Regions from separate parts of the Zea mays genome. Here region 1 is linked to region 2. A link is a contact called in public Hi-C data. All regions are on one chromosome and are shown on one strand. The core of a region is the stretch at or near the end of the contact, and the rest is flanking DNA. Distances in the headings are between cores, read along the strand shown. Region 1 holds the start of LOC103636668 (proline-rich receptor-like protein kinase PERK9). Region 2 holds the start of LOC103636665.

The links. Hi-C and Micro-C count contacts between places; a contact is called where the count stands out from the background.
Region 1: a Hi-C map of leaf shows a contact between it and region 2, with 8 times the contacts expected there. The contact joins the promoter of LOC103636668 here to the promoter of LOC103636665 in region 2. A contact is called at or near these places in 3 of 25 Hi-C or Micro-C datasets (ear, leaf and tassel).

The regions. Positions count from the first base shown.
Region 1 is chr8:181,879,643-181,882,861 of Zm-B73-REFERENCE-NAM-5.0, reverse strand. It overlaps LOC103636668 (proline-rich receptor-like protein kinase PERK9), which reads left to right and starts at 1,629. Exons shown (of 8, transcript XM_008659022.4): 1 at 1,629-3,219. The coding sequence starts at 2,413.
Region 2 is chr8:181,683,560-181,686,604 of Zm-B73-REFERENCE-NAM-5.0, reverse strand. LOC103636665 reads right to left here and starts at 1,287. Exons shown (of 3, transcript XM_008659019.4): 1 at 1,110-1,287; 2 at 343-394; 3 at 1-239. The coding sequence starts at 1,195. The coding sequence ends at 51.

The DNA.
Region 1 (3,219 bases), core at 380-2,879, 200 kb before region 2:
ACCCATGGTTATGTAAATAGAAATTACAATATATGCCATCCTTCTTTTCCCACCTCAAATAAACAAGCAAGGGTATTGTTGTCTTTGTGAATAATCTATATTTATATAATCTAAACTACCAAACAACTACATGTAGATTATAATATATCTAGATTATAATCTAAATTATATATAATTTAGATTATAATCCAGATTATATAATCTATAAGCTGAAACAAACATGCCCTTAGAGTAAGGCCCCGTTTCAATCTCACGGGATAAACTTTAGCTTCCTACTAAACTTTAGCTATATGAATTGAAGTGCTAAAGTTTAGCTTCAATCACCACCATTAGCTCTCCTGTTTAGATTACAAATAGCTAAAAGTAGCTTAAAAAAAGTTGCTAAAGTTTATCTCGCGAGATTGGAACAGGGCATAAGATTGGTGAGAACGGGGAGCGGGAAAAGAATCCCATGGAATGGAATGGACGGGCAGAGGCTATCTTGTCGTGTTTGCCTTGCCTCCAGCTCCAAGCCCGGCCATGCAGGCGGTGGTCAGCTCAGCTGGCGGAACCACAAATGGATCGGTCGACGAGCGGTCTTCTCGGCAGCTTGTGTTTTCTGGTGCGGTCGAGGCAAAACATTGCAGGAGTAGTAGGAGTAATTAAAGTCAAGCCAATAGCCTACAACATGGTCGGGGCTGATCCATTACGTCCATAAAATAAATAAATAAAAGGAATCTGAAGGTACCTTACGAAAAACAAAACACTGGTCCTTTTTTCTAAAAAACGTAGCCCACCATAATCCAGCCAGCTCTACCCCTCATTCCGCGATACTTTTTTTTACAAATAACCTCTAACAACTATTTCAAATTAACCTGTTGCACGCCTATAGATAACCAAACGGCGGTCTGGCACGGGCCAGACACCATGCCCTGTTAGAAAAAGTGCGGGAGACAATGAGTGAAGATATCTAACTAGTAGAACATCATGCTTAGATATTTTTAATTTGGATATAAATTGTATATATGCATATACGTTTTTTGTAAAATAAAAAATATAATCGTGTCGAGCCGAGTCACACTACAAACCGAGGCTACAGCCCAAGCACGACACACACGTTCTTGGTTCTTGCAAGCAATAGATCGTTTCTGAGATCACATTGGCGTAATTGACTCAATGATGTTTGGGGTTGCTGAATTGGGTGGAGCAACAATGATTTGTCACACTACAGTAAAATGAAAGGTTATTTGTAGGTTTTAAACATTAGTAATTACTACGAAGTAGCATAATTTATATGGAGCACATACAATTTTTATTGATGTCTGACTTTAGTAACCACTCCATATTTTGATCTATCTTTTTATAAGTTTGAGTTTATGTGACTTATTATGTCATTCTATATCTCTGTTCGTTTAGTTAGTCATTGTGAACTTTCTTCTAATCGCTCACTTCATTGGTCGTGTTTTACCAAGACATATTAGATAGAGTAAATAATAACATCAGTTAGCCAAATAAAAAAATATTATATGAAGAGTAGAGACAATCAATAAAAAGTATTGAATTTTTTTTTAAATAGTCTATATAGGTATTGTTGTAAGCGATCGCAACGCACGAGTAACCGACTAATTTTATTTAACTTTTCTGTCTAGCCAAAGTCCGCGCGCCGCCGTCAACTCAACACGGCGGGTTCGTTCGTGCGGCGCCCCCAGAGTCTCCCATGGTTCCACCACCCCGCACCGCGGGGCGGGACGCCGAGTCGCGAGACCAGCTGTGGCCTGTGGGTGCGGTGCGGACCGCCGAGACAGACACTAGCGACAGCTCCCGATGCCCCTCCACCCTCCTCTTCGTAACAATGAGTAAAAAGTAAACTTGTTTTTCCTTCGAAAAAAAGGAGATATAGATAGAGAGAGAGAGAGAGAGAGAGAGAGAAAATTATACCACTCCTCTCTGCTGTCCAAGGCAGGGGCCAGGGGCGGGCGGACAGCGGAGGCAAGAGGCGCGAGCTCGGCCCAAGGCGCTGAGGGAGACAGCCAGCCGCTGCATTGCGCTACTACATTGGCCAGGAGGGCTCGCCGCCGGGGGGAGGCTCGGATCTCGCCGTCTCTGGCCACCCGTACCTGCTGCCGCGTGCTTCACTTGGTGCCGCTTTCCGCGCCTACTGGCGGGCGGCCTCGACTCCAGCGCGGCGTGATCTGGCGCGCGCCACCGACGCCGCTCGCGTGGGGAGGCCTGGATCTTGGCGCGCCGCGAGACCCCGGGGAGGACGGCGACGGCGCGCTCATCAGTCGCCCGCAGTCCGCTGAGCTGCTGCCGACTGCGCCCGGCGGCCGGGAGATCTGGCCGACGGCGCGGCGCTGCAGATCCCGTCCTGCCTGCGCGCGTGGGCACGGCTCACTGCTGCTGTGGAGGCTGTTACGCGCGGTGGTGGTACCGATGGGCTACGGGTACGTGGAACCCTTCCTGCCCCCACAGCAGCAGCAGCAGCAGGGGGGCTACGGGCAACTGCAGGCGCAGCTGGCTCCGCGGCCGCCGGCTTGCCCGTACTCGTCGTCCGCCTCCGCTCCGCCGGTCTCCGCGTCCTACCATTCTTCGCCCCCGCCAACGTCGCCTCCGCCGCTAAGCAGCCCACCTCCGGCGTCCCCTTTACCGGAGCCATCGCCGCCGTCGTCTCCGCCGCCGGCATTGTTGCCTCCTCCGCCGGACGCTCCCCCTCCGTCGCTTCCCCCGTCACCGCTGCCACATCCAACCCCGTCACCGCCTCAAGCCCCGCCGCCCCCGCTGCCGACGGACCAGCCGCGCGTTCAGCCCCGCGTATACCCATCACCGCCACCGCCGTCGCTTCCTCCTCCTCCTCCGCCGCCTCCCACCGTCTCGCCGCCATCGCCGGGTCCATCCAACTCTCCATCGCCGTCGCCGTCGCCTGCTCCAGCTACACAAGCTCCAGCTCCGGCTCCTGCGCGTGTTGCTGCCTATTCGCCTCCCCCGCCAAAAATCGCCCCTCCCCCGCCACCGCACTATCGCGGCAAGTCGCATTACACGCCGCACTCGCCCGTGAAGTCGCATTCGAACTCGACCCATGCAGCTAGCGGCAGCGGCAACAACATCGAGATATCGAGGGAAGCGGCCACCACCATCGTAGCACTGGCCGGTCTCGCTATGCTCAGCTTTATTGGCGCCACCATTTGGTTCGTCAAGAAAAAGCGCCGGCGCATTGAGCCCCCGGCGACACTGCCTACACAG
Region 2 (3,045 bases), core at 38-2,537:
TGCAAAATTTAGTAGTCATTCTGTTCGTTACAAATAGCCATTCTTGTTCATCATTTGGTCCCGGCCTGATGAAAGAAATCGTTCGTTGGTATGACAGGAACAAGGTAATTCCCAAAGAGGGAATCGAAGCTTTTATAGCTTCCAAGGCATCCCTCATGCTGCGCTTCAAGGACGGCAAATCTCTTTGCCTCTCTAACTTTGTTGAGATCAACTCTCGCTGGCAGCGAACCCGGAGGAGTCTGCAAAAGTGTTGTTGTTCACATCAAGAAAGGATGTTTGCGAATATCAATCAAGGAACAGGAAATAAAGCGGCCGTTGCCAATATCAAGGAACAGGGAATACCGATGAGTTGGAAGACGACTTGTTATCGATGGTAACTTGAGAAAGCCTGGTCCTGTGTTCCAGAGGAGATAAATTATGGAACAGGCAACAACACAATAGTTCAGTACAGTTGCTGCTTGCTTGTGAATCGGTAACTGTTAAACAAAAGGAGTAGAAGATACAGTATATTTGGCTGGTACTTAATACATTAACAGAGAAAATGATTAAAAAAGCATTTGATGTGAAGTTCATAGCAGAATCACTTGTTTTTGTCTTGACTGAGCTGAGGAAGACACACAAGCCTATTTGGCTTGCATTGCGCTATTCTATCTGAGAAGGAACTACAGGGCATGAATTTAATTGCACTATGATTTCCTTTTGTTATTTTATGGTATATATAAGATATGCCCTCCGGATAACCTAATACTGATACTTAAATCTACACGCGCAGTGGAGTTAACTGACAGGATAGATGGTTCTGGTTTGATGGATTAGTGATGATAAAAATGAATAAAGAAGCAGAAACATATTTGACTTGCAACCCACAACTGGAGTTGAGTTAACAGAGGTGCCTAACAATGGACACAACAAAAGAAACCTACACTTATAGTCACCCCTGCCCTGCCCCCCACTCCACTAGCTAGGACGGAACCTCTCCAATCCACCCATCGAAACTAGAAGGGCAGCGCAGCTCGTTCGGACATGGGCGTTGGGAGCACGTAGCAGTCGCAACACATGTTGCTAGGAATCTCGCCACCAGAATTTGGGAGTGTGGTCGAAACCGGTACCTCCTGGGCGGCTCGATCTTTCGCCGCTTCGGTGGCGGCGGTGGCGCCGACGCCGGGGAGGCAGGGTCTGACCCTTTGGTCGCCATGGCACAGCCGCACAGACAGACACACGACTCCAGTCCTTCCTCCTTCGGTTCCCGGTTGCTAGCCCAATTCTTTACAATTGGGCTGAAAGTGGAGACCTTTCCGAGCCCAGGATTGTTGCGGAACATTTTGGCCCAGCAGATGCAACGGAAGTGTACACCTTTGTCGCTTCCTAGTGAGATGCACGGTGTTGGTTAACGTACGGTGTTATGTTAGATTCTAGATCTGGACTTCAAACCGTTTTGCTGGTAATATAGGCATAGGACTATCTTCAGTTACTCATTCTTATCTACTATTTCAAACTTTATTTTATAAACACAATGCAAATATCTTCAGCCATAACCTATCAGTCATTCAGGTTAAGATCCACCAAGCCAGTTATTTTGCCTTCAATCATAACCTATCACACAAAATTAACTTTAGATTAACTAGACGTGCTAATTATCCATACTAGTAATTTAAATAGACATATATGAAAACATTATTTTAAGCATACATTATTCTATTTCATATTTTGGCAGAGACAATATAGAATAAATAGTTATAGAAAGCATGCAAATACCTTAAATAAGCACTAAAAATATTAAATAAATTTAGTAAAGATTTATTTAATCGCAATAGTTATAACATAAAATATAGCAAAATTTGATTTTAAGTAAGAAAGCGAAAACACCCAAAAAGAGAGTGAATGTCACAACCCAAGAGCAACAAGCTTGAGGCATGGCTATGTTTGACGGCTTGGCGGGAGGGGGTGCATACTACACCAAAATAATAAACTTTCTAAAACCTAAACCCTAGAAAATTAGCCTTAAACTCTAAGAAGTTAGCTAAACCCTCGGAAGTAAAGCTATCCCGTCGGAAGTTTGGCTCTCAAAATTTTTTTGTCGAAAGTTAGCTAACTTCCTACAACCAAATTAACCTCTCGGAAGTTAGTAGGTTCTAGGAAGTTAGTAACTTCACGCCGTCAGCGCCGTCAGCTAACTAACTTCCTACGGCTGACTGTATCCCGTAGGGGCTGACTGTAGCCCCTAAGAATTTTGCTGACTAACTTCCTACGACCTAGTTGGCCTTTAGGAATTTAATTTGACCAGCATTACAAATGTTGTTTATTTTTATTTTACACCATATTCCACAACATAATAATATATCAACAGCTATATAGCATAACATATTTTCACATAAAACATCTCACACACAATCACATAACAATATTTAAATCCATAGTCTCATCAATTACATCACAAAAGTCTCATCCATGTCATAATAAGACACATCTCATCCAGTCATAATAAGAGACAATATCTCATACGTAGTCATAATAAAAGTCTCAAGTATCACAACACATAACATGGAAGCTCACGATCGCCGATCACCATCGGGGTACAGTGACGAGTGATGGTCGATACCTCCACTAGCAAAGAGGGTTTTGACAAAGTCTAACTCATCTTCCCGTTCATGCGTCGGCAATGTAGCTGGAGAGGTCTAATATACATGTACAAATGATATTTGCTGAGTTACATCATAATATAACTAACAGTAAGTAAATAATGATGAATTTGCATATCTGATGTTCGGTAGGTGGAGATGTAGGTGTAGGTGGAGGTGAAGACCAAGGATAATGTACGAGAGGTGGTGGGGGGGGGGCACCGGGACGTGTATCCCTTGGGTCTGTGCTAGTTGCTACAAAATTGTCGAACTCATTCACATAAGGGTTTTTAATCAATACATATCTTAAAGTGAAAGCTATTATCTTTTGAACTTACTTGTATGAGTGTTTGCTGTTGTTGAATTTGTGTAGCATAGTATTCATGTTGTGCAGCTTGTTGCCTCAAGTAATCCTGATGTCGCCTAA